Regions from separate parts of the Mus musculus genome. Here regions 2 and 3 are each linked to region 1. A link is a contact called in public HiCAR-type and HiChIP or PLAC-seq data. All regions are on one chromosome and are shown on one strand. Each heading gives the region's core, a stretch centred on a gene start, on an enhancer-like site or on the middle of the called end of the contact. The rest is flanking DNA. Distances are from core to core; before and after follow the strand shown.

Evidence for each region. HiCAR-type assays count read pairs that join an accessible place to other places. HiChIP or PLAC-seq counts read pairs in DNA pulled down with a chosen protein or histone mark.
Region 2: a contact with region 1 is called in an H3K27ac HiChIP or PLAC-seq map of neural progenitor cells, with 10 times the contacts expected there. The contact joins the enhancer-like site here to the promoter of C130071C03Rik in region 1. A contact is called at or near these places in 2 of 484 Hi-C or Micro-C datasets (cerebral cortex and cortical neurons) and 6 of 115 datasets of contacts at active chromatin or transcription factors (SST interneurons, astrocytes, embryonic forebrain and 3 more).
Region 3: a HiCAR-type map of astrocytes shows a contact between it and region 1, with 7 times the contacts expected there. The contact joins the promoter of Rasa1 here to the promoter of C130071C03Rik in region 1. A contact is called at or near these places in 1 of 39 promoter capture datasets (embryonic stem cells), 2 of 484 Hi-C or Micro-C datasets (cerebellum and embryonic stem cells) and 4 of 115 datasets of contacts at active chromatin or transcription factors (SST interneurons, astrocytes, embryonic forebrain and 1 more).

What each region holds. Positions count from the first base shown.
Region 1 is chr13:83,719,627-83,723,936 of GRCm38.p6, forward strand. C130071C03Rik (RIKEN cDNA C130071C03 gene) reads left to right here and starts at 1,755. Exons shown (of 4, transcript NR_152245.1): 1 at 1,755-2,029. Gm52046 (a long non-coding RNA gene) reads right to left here and starts at 2,029. Exons shown (of 2, transcript XR_003950632.1): 1 at 1-2,029.
Region 2 is chr13:85,066,136-85,070,472 of GRCm38.p6, forward strand. No RefSeq gene overlaps it. Among named protein-coding and RNA genes, the nearest start is that of Ccnh, 120 kb to the right of the region's middle. Within about 2 kb of position 1,271, at least 26 of the 459 cell types and tissues checked have an H3K27ac peak or open chromatin away from gene starts, as enhancers often do. A contact at or near this core is called in cerebral cortex, cortical neurons, embryonic forebrain and 1 more, where this site is marked.
Region 3 is chr13:85,287,695-85,291,983 of GRCm38.p6, forward strand. It overlaps Rasa1 (RAS p21 protein activator 1), which reads right to left and starts at 1,792. Exons shown (of 25, transcript NM_145452.3): 1 at 702-1,792. The coding sequence starts at 1,213.

The sequences.
Region 1 (4,310 bases), core at 505-3,004:
ACAAAATAATGCCTGGGAAATTCTTCCTGCCCTATGATACGTGCATAAAGTCCAGCAATCGTAGCCTCTCAACTAAGTATACACACCCATAGTGCTGCGATCCATTTGGTAGTCTCACTGTAATGGCAGAAAGGAGATGGTTACCGCGACACCATTGCTATTATTGAAATTAAACAGCTTTGGAAGATATAATTGCTAATAAAAGGCTTCTTCTCCACGCCCCTCAAGGGTTTCCTCCCCCCTCTGACATTTTATGACGCGCCATTCAGATGAATGTAAGTAGAATTATGTGGAACCTAGCGGCCTACTGTACAAGGTCGCATCTAGAGATCAGCAAGGAAATGAAGATGGGGGGGGGCTCACTGTGTTTAGGTATGATTGTCTGAGAAAAAACGCACTCGAGTGTTTAGATATCGATGTTTTAAAACTTTTTCTCTTTATGAATTTTTCAAACCGACCGCGTGCACCCTCCGTGACTCCCCCGTGTCTGTGCATTAAAGGCGTCCATGAAATCATTGTATGGGGCTGGTTTAATGCGGTTAACAGAGAACTAAAGGGTTGTCTGTGTCGGAAAGCACGGTCCCATTTCTAATCCCATCACGTACTGAAGCGGTTTTGTGTGAATCTGTGGCTTCCACCTTTATCCACCCTGGATGTTCCTACTCAGGAAAACCTTTCCAACCGCTCCCAACTTCGGACGGTTGGCAAAATATCTTGTTTTCTGCCCTACTGATTGCTTTTCATTTTCAGCTTATTTTCATCTTACTTAACAATAATAAATGATCCTTGCAGTGTAAAACCTCAGTTTAAATGATCCGTCGTGCTCCAGCCTCGTTTTTTTTTTTTAAACTTCGAAATGTAATGTCAAATACGTTTAACTTGCTCCTGTCTTCAAGATGCAGGAGACCAAAACTACTTTTGTGCCAGATTTTACCTTCTTTCTTGCTCAGAACGTGCACTGCGCGCTTATATACACACATGCGTTCACGCGTGAGCACAAACACAAACGTACACACCAATACACACACATATAGAGAGGGGGAGGGGGGAGAGAGAGAGAGAGAGAGAGAGAGAGAGAGAGAGAGAAAGGAAGGAAGGAAGGAAGGAAGGAAGGAAGGAAGGAAGAAAGAAAGAAAGAAAGAAAGAAAGAAAGAAAGAAAGAAAGAAAGAAAGAAAGAAAGAAAGAAAGAAAGAAAGAAGAGGAAAGGGCATAGAAGAGGCAGAGATGCCCAGAGGCAAGCGGAGAGTCGGGGCTCCGCTTAACCCGGGCATTGGGAAAGCGGGGCTGGAGGTGGAACAGGACTCAACCGACCGCAGCCGCTCAGGCCACGGCGTTAAGCCGCCAGTGAGGGTGAGGATGCCCTGCGGGCTTCCGCACTTTTCTGAAACCAAACAGGATGGCTAGGCTCCCCGGCTGAAGTAAAAGTTCCGGAGGGTTTGAAGGCCGTGGAGAGTCACCTCGCCCGAGCAAGGAGGCTGCCTGGGGAAGCGGCCTCGTGGGCTGGCTGAACTGGGTGGAAGCCCTCGCAGGGGGTCCTGCGGTGCTAGCTTTTGTACCGCCCCGCCTAGGCCAGTCCGGAGCTGACGCACCAGCTCCCCAGAGACGCTGGGGGCGTCGCACTGCAGCTGGGTGGGGAGCAATTTATTCCTGGCGGTCACATCCCACCCCATCTTCTGTTACTCCACCCTACCCCTCCCATCCCTCCACCTCTTCCTCCTCCTCTTCTACCAACGCCCGCACTATCTTCTGGTTCTTCTCCTCTTCAACCTCCATTCTCCCCCTCTCCCTTCTTTTCCTCTCTCTTTCACCCTCCCCCACTCTTTCGTGTCTCTTTCCTCCTCTGAATAACCAAGCTGTTTTGCTTCCGAAAGTAGAGAGAGAGGGAGAGAGAGAGAGAGAGAGAGAGAGAGAGAGAGAGAGAGAGGAGAGAGAGGCCTTGCTGTGAATGGAAGACAGGAGGGACTCTGGTACATCTGGGAGTGGAAACTTGATGCTTCTGGGCTGTGATTTGCCAAGGTCTCGCCAAAGGTGAGTACTCTGGGGGCCCGAAGAGCTCTCACTTGGAAGGGTCCAGACCCCGCCCAAATCTGAGAGTCTGGTGGTAATCAAACAGCGGTTAAAACTGGGATGGAGTGAAGGTCGGGGAAGGGCTACAGCGTAAGGGTTCCAGAATAAATGGGTGCCAGTGCGCCTTGTAGCTAGCTTGTGGCTCAGGCTCCCGCCTAGGGCTGCTTCCCAACCTGCTAAGGTCATCCGAGACGGCTGTGACTTCTAGAGCCCTCTCCCTATGCGGACCTGCACCTCCGCTCCTTACATACCCTCGTTCAAGTGACGCTTTGGTATCAGGAAGTGAGAAAGTATTCTTCTCTCAGACCTTTAAAAGGGAAAGTTTGGCAAGGTGGGCGCTCTTTGGTTCTACTATCCCCTCGATTCTAACCTAGGATCCCTAGATTGTACAGGATATTGTTATTTTCCTTTTATAAAGAATGACTTTAACGAAAATTCGTATGTAGTCAAAAAGATTATTGGATCACCATGACTGATCAGCTGCTGCTGACCTACCAATAAGCGTTATTTAAATATACACGCACATTCGTGCGTGCCCCCTACACGCAAACACACTCGGGGGGGGGGGGGACGTCTATATGTAATGAGTAAGACAGCTCGAAGTTACCAAGAATTAAGAGGGAATCAAAAAGGCTTTTAAGTGTTATGTATGCATCTTCCATTTGTGTGCAGATTGGGGTGGGGGGGTGCCTGTCTGTTGCGTGTGTTGTCAGCTGGTTCTAGTTTCTAAGCACTGAGTGTTGCCAAAGGCTGGAGCCAGCACCCACCATTCACCTTGGCACCCTAGCGGCAGAACAGGACTCATTTGTTTGGTGCCAAGAGGTGAGGACCTGGAAGAGACTGGGGTGTAGTTAGGTCGGGGGGGGCCCCCTGCCATCCATTACACCTGCGGCAGATGGCTCAAGTGGTAGAATGGTTTTGTTTGCCAGAATCAAGAAGGGAGGAGGAGAAAATTCAGCCTCGCCCTACTGAAAAGAAGTACAGTAAAGAGCCAGAGAGATGAAAGAAGCCATCAAAACCAAGGATGCTGAGTCCTGGGCAGTTAATGACCTTGATACCTGGTTCCAATAGATAACAAGGCAGAATTTTATGAATGTATTTTTTGATCAAATGTTTTACACACACACAACACAACACACACACACACACCTCCGCGTAGATGCACACAGGTGTTCTGGGAGAACCTCTCCATGGGAGCTGACTTAGGAAGCTCTTCCTCAGAGCTTCATTCCCTCAGACTGCCAACTCATACACATAAAGGCTCCCTCCCTAGACAACCAACTATGGATTTAAGCAGACTTCAAATGTACCAGTCTCCTTCTCACAGAGTAATGTTTTCTGATCAATACTGCCACCCTTGCATCCGTTTCTTCATGTTACTCAACAAGCAGGGAATGGAATAACTGTGCCTTCTCTGGAGACAGTAGACCATGGGCATGTGACAAAGAGCCCAGTCCCAATCTAGTAGTTCAGTCTGTTTTCATTTCTTTAATTCTGTACTAAAGAGAGAGTTATATCAAGGGAGACCAAAACACACCAGGATTCTGTCTCCACCCTTCACACTAATCACAATGACCACTCACATCTATGTTTTTATAGCAAACATTTTCATGTTTTTTTATGACATGAATTATTATGCTGACCTAATTTTCTGTTCTAAATCAAGCAACTTTCCTTTACCCAGGGTATAATATGCTGACTTGTTGGCACTGGTTTGCATGCAAACACCAAAAAATTCCACCATTTTAAAGCACACGTTCCACTTTTCTGTATTTTTCACATCAGGGCTCAAAAATGTTTAAAGTTATACCAAAGACAGTGAAACCAGAATCCATTCTAGCTATGATTTGGGGGTGACAAATAAGATACATTCTAAAGTCCCACACAGAGAAGGGAAAAGGAACACTGCCGCTTTCCAAGGTGCTTGCAAGACCTAAAAACCCCTGTGAACTGGGTTTGGTTGCCTGGTGTATGTCTGCCCAGTATAGTCTAATTGTTCTGCAGTCTTTTCCCTCTCCTTCTCTCTCCTATGAAGGCTTCATTTTTCAAGAAGAAACCTTAATACTCAGCAAGATATAAGGCTCATTGAGAAGGAATAGAGCTCTGTTTTATTCAGTATTAGCAATGTGAGTTTACTCACACACCACACACCACACAGATTGCTAAGTGTCTATCTCAAGGTTTGAGTGCATATGTTACAGAACATACTCCTATCCACTTTCAAGAAAATTAGAACAAAAAC
Region 2 (4,337 bases), core at 21-2,520, 1.3 Mb after region 1:
CATGCATCACTTGATTGTTTATTTCATATATTCATATAGACAAGCTTGCAGATAAACTGTAGTCAGTCTCCAATGTAGAAAACTTATCACATGTGTGAATTAATCGCTGCTCAATTCTGTTCAAGTCAATACAGTTAATATGTTAAGTTCTTATATTTCCTGAATGCAAATGTATTTAATGAGTGTTTTAGCATTACCAATTTGCCTCAAGTATAATTGAGATATCAAAACTCTAATAGTTGTATCTGAGTGCTCAGATTTATGCAAATAGAAAATGATTTTTGCAGCATGCTTTAAAAATAAAAATAAATAAATGAAATATCTGATTGTGATTACTATTTTGTAGATTCAGACATTTTTAATGTATTCTTTCTTTAAAAAAATAGAACAACAACTAGAAACAATAATCACAGGTGAATCTTTGGAACATTGAATGCTTAGAAAATATAATATTTTACATACAAACACACACAAAACACAACACAATACACACACACACACACACACACACAGACACACACACACACGTGAAAGAATAATGTCCATTCTTTTCACTCTTCCCACCTCTTCTATGTTCCAAGAAACTGTGAGTAATGAAAGCAGGGCAAAGCCAATCAAATGGGTGTGTATACTAGTGCACTGAGAGTTGAAGGCTCTGCGTTGAAAATAAGGTTCATGCATTATTCATAGGCTATGCATGTTTATGTAAATTACCAAAGTCGGAAGTGTATATGAAACCAGAATCTGAGTTAAAATGATGATGTTATAATATACTGCTGGACCTATATCTTACCAATTCAACATACCCCATTATACTATTCTTGAAAATTACATCTTATGCAAGTTCACACTAGAAATGTAATAAAAATTTGAGGCTTACATACATTGCATAGTTTTCAACATTGCTTTCAAATTCAATATACTATTAAACACTGAAACTTAATAATATATAATTCAGACAGCCTAGGAGTAAGGATGTACACAGAAGCACCTGTGAGTGTTACATGAGAGAGGTGAGAAAAGGTGTGCCTAGAAATGTAAATCTATGAAGGTTTTAATGTACAGGGATTTCCACTTTGCAAGAAGAAAAGGCAAACCCTTCTTTCTATGGACGTATAGCTAGAAAATCTTGGAAGCAGTGTATTTGGGGGATGTCACCTCCTACCTAGTGAGAAACAGTGAAGGAGTCACTGGCTAACAAGACTCAGCTCACACTCATCTTCTGGGTTACAGTGTTCCTTTGAATCAGTCATTGTGGGCTGCCAGCATAGATGAGCTCATTTGCATAAGCTCTCCACCTCCTGGTCAGCTCTGAAAATCTTGGCCGCCTTGCACTGAATTCGCAAGGGAGCATTTATCCAAAAAAAAATAAATAAATAAAATAATATATAAAGGTTCTAAAGAAAACATCACAGCTGAATTAAGTCCAATGCACCTGAAATACATTGCTCTGTTATCTTTTAAATTGTTACAAATATAGAAGGCATTTTAGAGTCATTTCTGTGTATTCCTTTCCTAATGTACTACGTGAACCATTTTTCACACATATTAACACACCATATGCAAATGACGTTTAATGTGTTTTATTCACAGAGAGCATTTACAAATCATTTTGTGTATGGGGGAAGCAGTTGCTTCACTTCTGCATGCACAACTGAAATAGGAGGAGTGTATATCACTACGTTTTGAAATGAGAGAAAATTTAAATGGAATGAAGAAAGCTCACAGATGCCATAATGGAAATTGTCTATGTTCCTAATTCACCTATTAGTGCCTTTTTCTCGCTTCATAGACTTTCAAAATCTGGATGGTGAATTTTCTTTCTGTAAAAAATTTTAAGCTCTTGTCATTTGAAACAATTATCCCTTCCATTATTCATGCGTACATCCATACACACTGTTCCTCTTAGAAATCAAAAGAAAAGCTCAGAACAGCAAACACTTTTAGGTGAATTAAAATCTGAACTTAAACATTTGTGCCCCCCATACTCCTTCAGAAACAGAGAGTGATTTTGCACACATCTAATCATCATGTATTTATTCATGGCATTTTAAAACTTCCAATTTACTTACAGCAGAATTTATTTATTTTAAATAATTTATACACTAACATAAAAGCACTTAGATGTTAAAAAATGTAGAACAGATTAAATATAGAAGGCATATTAAAATTCTGTTTTATATAAAATATTAACCAGAAATGAACATCTGTAATTGTTAGAAAATTAATATGTGCAGCATGTCTTTATCTTCTAATTTATAGAAACAGGGTGTCTAAATAGTTATTATTTTCTTTCAATGTATAGAGTGACTAGGAAAAAATGCTGGCAATTTTTATTCTGTGAATGGTGTTTCACTATAGCATGAAGCTGTATCTAATTTGCGTACAGCATCATTGAAATGCAGTCTGTGACATGCAAATCATCAACAACATTGGGAATGCACACAGCCACTATACCTCCTCATACAAATAGACACTGCCACTTACGGATCACAGAGAGTGCTGCTACTGCAACTCAGAGCTATTCAAACACATCACGCTGCTGGAATTTGAATGTGGTTTACAAGCAAGGCTTTACTCATTAGAAGGAGTATTTTTCTTCTGTTGTGCAAACAAAAGAAGGTTTTGTTACAAACATATTCAATAGAAATAGCAATCTTTTATCTGCACCATCAGTTTCTCTTAAAGAAAAGAAAACATACAGTACAAAACTAAAATATGTAATTATTTGATGGTTAGTGCTGTGCATTCTTTATAGTAGGAAGGTAATAAAGCCTTCTTTAAATTTTAGAATAAGAGAACCAAATGTAGATACAATTCTCTAATCTTTCAGCAATGACTTAGTAGTTTCCATGGGGACATGAATATACAAATGTAAACTCAAGAGGGGCAGCTTTTACCCCATTTGCTAGGAATAAAAAGCAAAAGTGAATTTTATTTTCAATCACCTGGGTAATTATCTCTATGTGGCTTATATCTCACTGATTGGCTTCTCTTCTCCAAGTCATCTTTGCATTTAGGAGACAAGCCACTTATTTTTTGTACATTCTGGGAGACTTGTTATTTGAATTTAGATAATAAGTCATTATTATTATTTCATTTTAGAAAATAAAAGTTTTCTTGACAGCAAAAAATAATGAAATAGTTATAGATCTTTGTGAGAAATAAGCTTTCAATAGTAAGAGATATTCCTCCAAATATTTTGAAAGAGGACACATGAATGGATTTAAAATTTTATGTCTGCCCTCTGGGACTATTGGCAGCAGATTGTTTCTATACATTATGTGTCAAGACTTGTCTATTGAGACATATACAATAGGAAATCACTGCAATATAATTTAAAATTATCTTACTATGTTTCCATTATACCCTCATGTCACTTCATTCTCATCAGGCTTCATCAAACATCTTACTTTCTATTTAGTGAAAATACAATAGCCAGTAATGGATGATAAAGGGGAGATCAGTCAAATGTGGACAATGTTGGCTAAGAGGACTGAAATGAAGAATGTTCCTGGTCATATAACTGTTTCCAACTGTGTTCTAGTTTAAGGAAATGTTCAACATGATGCTCATTGCTGAACTCAGTCACATGTCTCATAGAGATGGTATTTCTCAGACATCAGTAAGTTAGAAGGGTTAGTAACACCTTTGAATCAAAGACCAGGATTAAAGTGACCTCAATAAATTGAAGACATAGCATGCACCACATTAAAATATGAATTACTCACAATTCCTGCTGAGGGAAATATAGAATTCATCATTTGTTTGTTTATCCATTCATCAAATGCTTGTTAAATGCCTACTATGTGCCAACTACAAATTAAATATCCTTTAACACAGACACATTTGTAATTTGAATGTCTACTCCTTCCTTCCTTACATGTCTTGCTCCTTTTAGAAAATCAGTTGATTTCAAAGTTGGATGCTTCTATATTAAGCATAATTGATAGACTTAGAACAGAGTCAACGGGTCAAAAAATCCAGCATGCTAAAATATGTATTATGGTTATACACACACAAATCAAAGTAAAACTTATAATTAAATTTGGGTTATTACAGGTTTAAAATAAAAGCACTTAAAATATATTTTGTTGGTTCAATTTTTGTATTCCAAAGACATATTTAGAAAGCCAGCATGCTACATAAAATCTAATTCTGCTGAGGTCTCACCTGCACTTTCATTCTGGTTGTCTGGAGTAAGTATGATTATGAAAACTGGCTTGAATGGAACATTTTACAGCTGCTATGTCAGCATAATTATTACTCTATCTATCTTCTCTGGTTAGAAATGACCAATTTATAAAAAAAACAATAATCTAAAACTTTTACCCTTG
Region 3 (4,289 bases), core at 542-3,041, 1.6 Mb after region 1:
ATTTAATATATTTAGTGTCATGGATATAATAAATATATAAAACATATTTGCATATTGCATATATTTATATGTAAATAAATAAATCTAATAATTCTAAGGAACAAGTTAGTGTTCAGTCTGGGGGCTCTTAATCACGTCTGTAATTCACAGAACTTTTTTTTTTCTCTCCACTTCTCTAAAGAGATCTAGTGTTTTTATGAATCGCAACGCTTCCAGCAGACATTAAGTAGGAGTTTGCAGCTGCAGTAAAAACAAAACATTCTGACCTATGAATTTGCAACTTACATTAATATAGTCATTTAAATACTTGTACTCAACGCCTCTGACTTCAGCAGGGAGCACTGGAGTTACAATAGACAGCGGTTGCCTTTATAGTGCCAAGTTCTGCTGAATCCCGGACACTATCTCAATTAGGAAGGGGCAGAACCATATCCGGTTCCCACTGAATACAGTTTCCCATGCTTCCCATCTTAAAAACTTTTACGTCTTCCCAAAAGAGCAATAAACATACGAAGACGCCAGGAAGAGTGCCTGTAGGGGAAAATGACTGATCAAATTAAATCCCTATATATGGAACCTGAAACTTCAAAACTTGTCAAACAAATCACAGCGGCAGGAGCACGGTATGTGTCGTTGCCCCTTCTTTCCCACTTCTTACACGGAGCCAGCTTCCACAATCCCTCAACAGCAGTTTGACTTACTGGTTAGTGGGAGGTGCGGTCAGCGGTATGGCCACCTCTTCCTCTTCGTATTCTGGTCCATCCAGGGAGTCACCTTCATCCACGGTCCCCAAACCGGAGCCCAAAGGGGGCAGCTGAGGAGGCGGCGGCAGAGGAGGGAATCCGCCGCCCGGCCCGAGCGTCTCAGCAGGCAAAGACAGAGTCCCCTTGGTGAAAGCGACGTCTCCCGCAGGTCCGGCGGCCGCAGCACCAGCCACGCCAGCAGCAGCACTGCCGGTCAGCGCGGCGCCCCCCAAGACACCGGCCACCGGCCCGGTCCCCAGGAACCCGGACCCCGACGCGGCTCCGCCACCGAGGGCCGCAACCAAGTCGGCGTCCGCCAGCCCGGGACACGGGGCGGCTGCCACCGGCAGGGCCGCGGGTAACTTGACCCGGCACGCTGCCGAGTAGGCGCTGGAGCCCGTGGCCGCGCCGCCGCCGGGGCCCGCCGTCGCAGGGCCGCCTTCCTCACTGCCCGCCTCGGCCGCCATCATGTTGAAGCCCGCTCTCCTCTAGCTACCCTGCCGCCCGGGAGCCCCGGGGGCCAGCAGGCCCGGGCTGCGAGCCGCCCCACCCAGGCGCGTCCCCCTTCAGCTCTCCAGGCAGAGGAAACAACAACAAAAGGAGAGCGCCCGCCGCCGCGCCCCCTCCCCGGGCCACAGCCCCAAGCTCCGCGGCTGCTGGCTGGCTTACGGGAAGCGACGCGGGCAAAAAACCCAGCGCCTGCAGAAACGCTAGGCAAACCTCGCCGCGCACACCCACACTCACGCGCACACATGCACAGGGGCGCCAAACTTCCTGGCTACGCTAAAGAGGAAGGGAAGCCCGCTGCAGCGGCTGAGGCAGCGCCGCCTCGGCCGCCGCCGCCGCCGCGCCTCAACGCCCGGGTTCCGGCCGCCCCCACCGCAGCCACCAGTGGGGCTGCCTATGCCAGAGCCACCGTAGCCTCATCTCCGCCGGCTGGAGTCGGGAGCAGTGGGCGGGGCCGAGGAAGGGGGCGGGCCCGCAGAGCCCGACTCCGCTGCGGGCTACCTGCGGCTCTCCGGAGCGAAACCCGGGAGAGAAAGAAGGGCGGGGCCGGGAAGAAGGGAGGGGCGGAGCGGGGGCTTCTGCGCAGGCGCCTTCCGGGAGCGCGTCCGGACAGAGGAGAAGGAAAAGCAGCCTGGGCAGGAAGCGGCGGGCGCGCGCGGAGGCGTGGCACAGCTTCCCACTGAAGGGTGCGGGACGTGTGGTGCGGCCGTCCCTCCACGCCACCGGGCTCGGTGCAGGCCTACCTCTCACGGCTTTGTTTACAGGGAGAGAAGGAAGATAGCTCATCTCCAGGCCCGAGGGACTGGAGGGACGAGGGGGCGATGAGAAGGAAAGGATGACGCCAGGAAGTCCATTCACTGCTTTGTAACTTGTAGAAAAATGGCCTTAGCTGCCCGTACAGTCGGCAACAAAAATCAAAACAGTATTCATAGTTTATTCCTTTCCGTCGCATGCTATAAATCACCGTATAACTTAGGTGAAATAATTTAAGCCTAGATCCTTGGACCTGAGAAAACAACGGTTGAAAGAAGCCATGGAGAGTATGAAGGTAGAAGTCAATGCTACCATTATATACATAAGTTCTCTTCACCGAATGTCTCCCTCACATGTTTGGCTGTCAGAGAAGGAATGTAGTATTTAGAGGAAAAGTGCCACCGAAGTCATAAACCAATATATTTTGTCCTAGTTTGTATGCAAAAATCTGCAACACATACCAAAGACACACTACATGTCTAAACTTTGACAGATCAATGTCACCCTTTATGAACCCTAGGAAAAAGTTTTATTTCCCGTACTTGTGTGTATATATAAATTCATAAACACATACTCAACTGTTAGAATTATCTTTTCATGTTCCCTGGGGATAGGTTCCAGGGGCCTGTTGAGTTACAAAATTATTATCTTAAATAATTTGGGCACATTTTCCCATTTACACAGTAAATCATCTCTAGCTTATCCACAACTCTTAATATAATCTAAATATCATTTATTTTGTTATTATTAGAATAATGACAAAAATTTATGCAGGTGGAATTTTTTCCAGATATTTTTGTATGTGGCACCCTTGAATCTATAGTTTGCTAATATGAAAGCAGATAGTATATAAGCAGCCATTCATATAGAGAGATCATGCTGGTTGCTTGAAATTTATCCGTGTTAGAAATTTGCCCTTTAGGGTTCATGTACTGTACTAGCTTTTCTGTTCTCCCTGGAAAGTGTCACATTGAATGCAACTGATTATTGATAATACTTTCTCTATTAAGTTTGACCAAGCTAACTTGCTGAGAATAGCAAGAGGCTGAGATAGAATACCAGGGAAAGAGGGAAGGAGTACCATTAAGGGAAATGACAAAGTACAGACAGGACATTTCCATATTCCTGTATACCCAATCTATAACAATCAAACTGATTTCAACAGTAGTAGTGCTTGCCTCTTGTGCAAAGTGTCAGCTGAGAAAGTGAAAGTAAATTGTATAAGGGAGCTAGAAGTCAGCGTTAAACTGACCAATTAGGTGTAAAAGAAATTTTTATCTGAGAATTTCTGAATCAGAAAATGCACCATTTGTGTTTAAATGAGTCCTTCCAGTGATTTTTGACACACTTAATTTGAGTACTACTGTGCTATAACATAGTATACTAATTAAGGAGGCAATATACAGAAACTTGAAAAGCTGTAAAAAGAACAGGTATCATTCATTCGGTGGATGGGTAAAATGTGGGTATTGGTTTGCTAAGGTCTGTATTCTAAACCAGCTAGCAAAGGAGAACAAAATGAAGCAGATTCATAATCGCTAAAATCAAAACGAAATGCTGCTTCTTACAGCAGCCTCCTTAGAGCAGATTTTCTTTTAAATGTACTCTAAAGTCCCAACTACTGTTTAGTTCATGAGCCACAAGTGCAACACCCCAACTTCATATCAACCATCCGAGTTAGAATTCAGGTCTTTGAAATGACTGTTTGGTTATCTATCACCACCTCTATTTATCAATCTTCTCAATTTTTTCTATGCCCTGTTCCTGAAAATTCAGGTCAGGCTCCCAATTCCAATCACAAACTTGCCTTCTCCTTTTCCCAAAATTAGGTAGCACTCAAATATCCACATTTAATACAGCCTGATACCTCTTAGACACATATTGTCTCCCAGTTACTTTTAAATATGTATAATTAGAAATCTTCACTGCAGAAACAACTCATCGTCCATCTTTTTTTTTCTAGCTCAGTTCTGCTTGCTGCCTTTAACATAGCACCTTTCTTTAAAAGCATAAACATTATATTATATCATTGCACATCTTTGGAAATTAATTTCTTATCAGCAGGAAGGAAATAATAAGTCTATTTGAAAAGTCTGTATATGTGTTGCATGCATGGCCCTGTGTGTGTGTGTGTGTGTGTGTGTGTGTGTGTGTGTGTGTGTGTAGGTGATATAATATAATTTCTTATTTGAAGTTCCAGGAAAATCTGTCCTTTTTTCTTTTACTACTGCTTACACACTTTTAAAGGAATTTATTTGCATGAGTGTTTTACCCACATGTATGTCT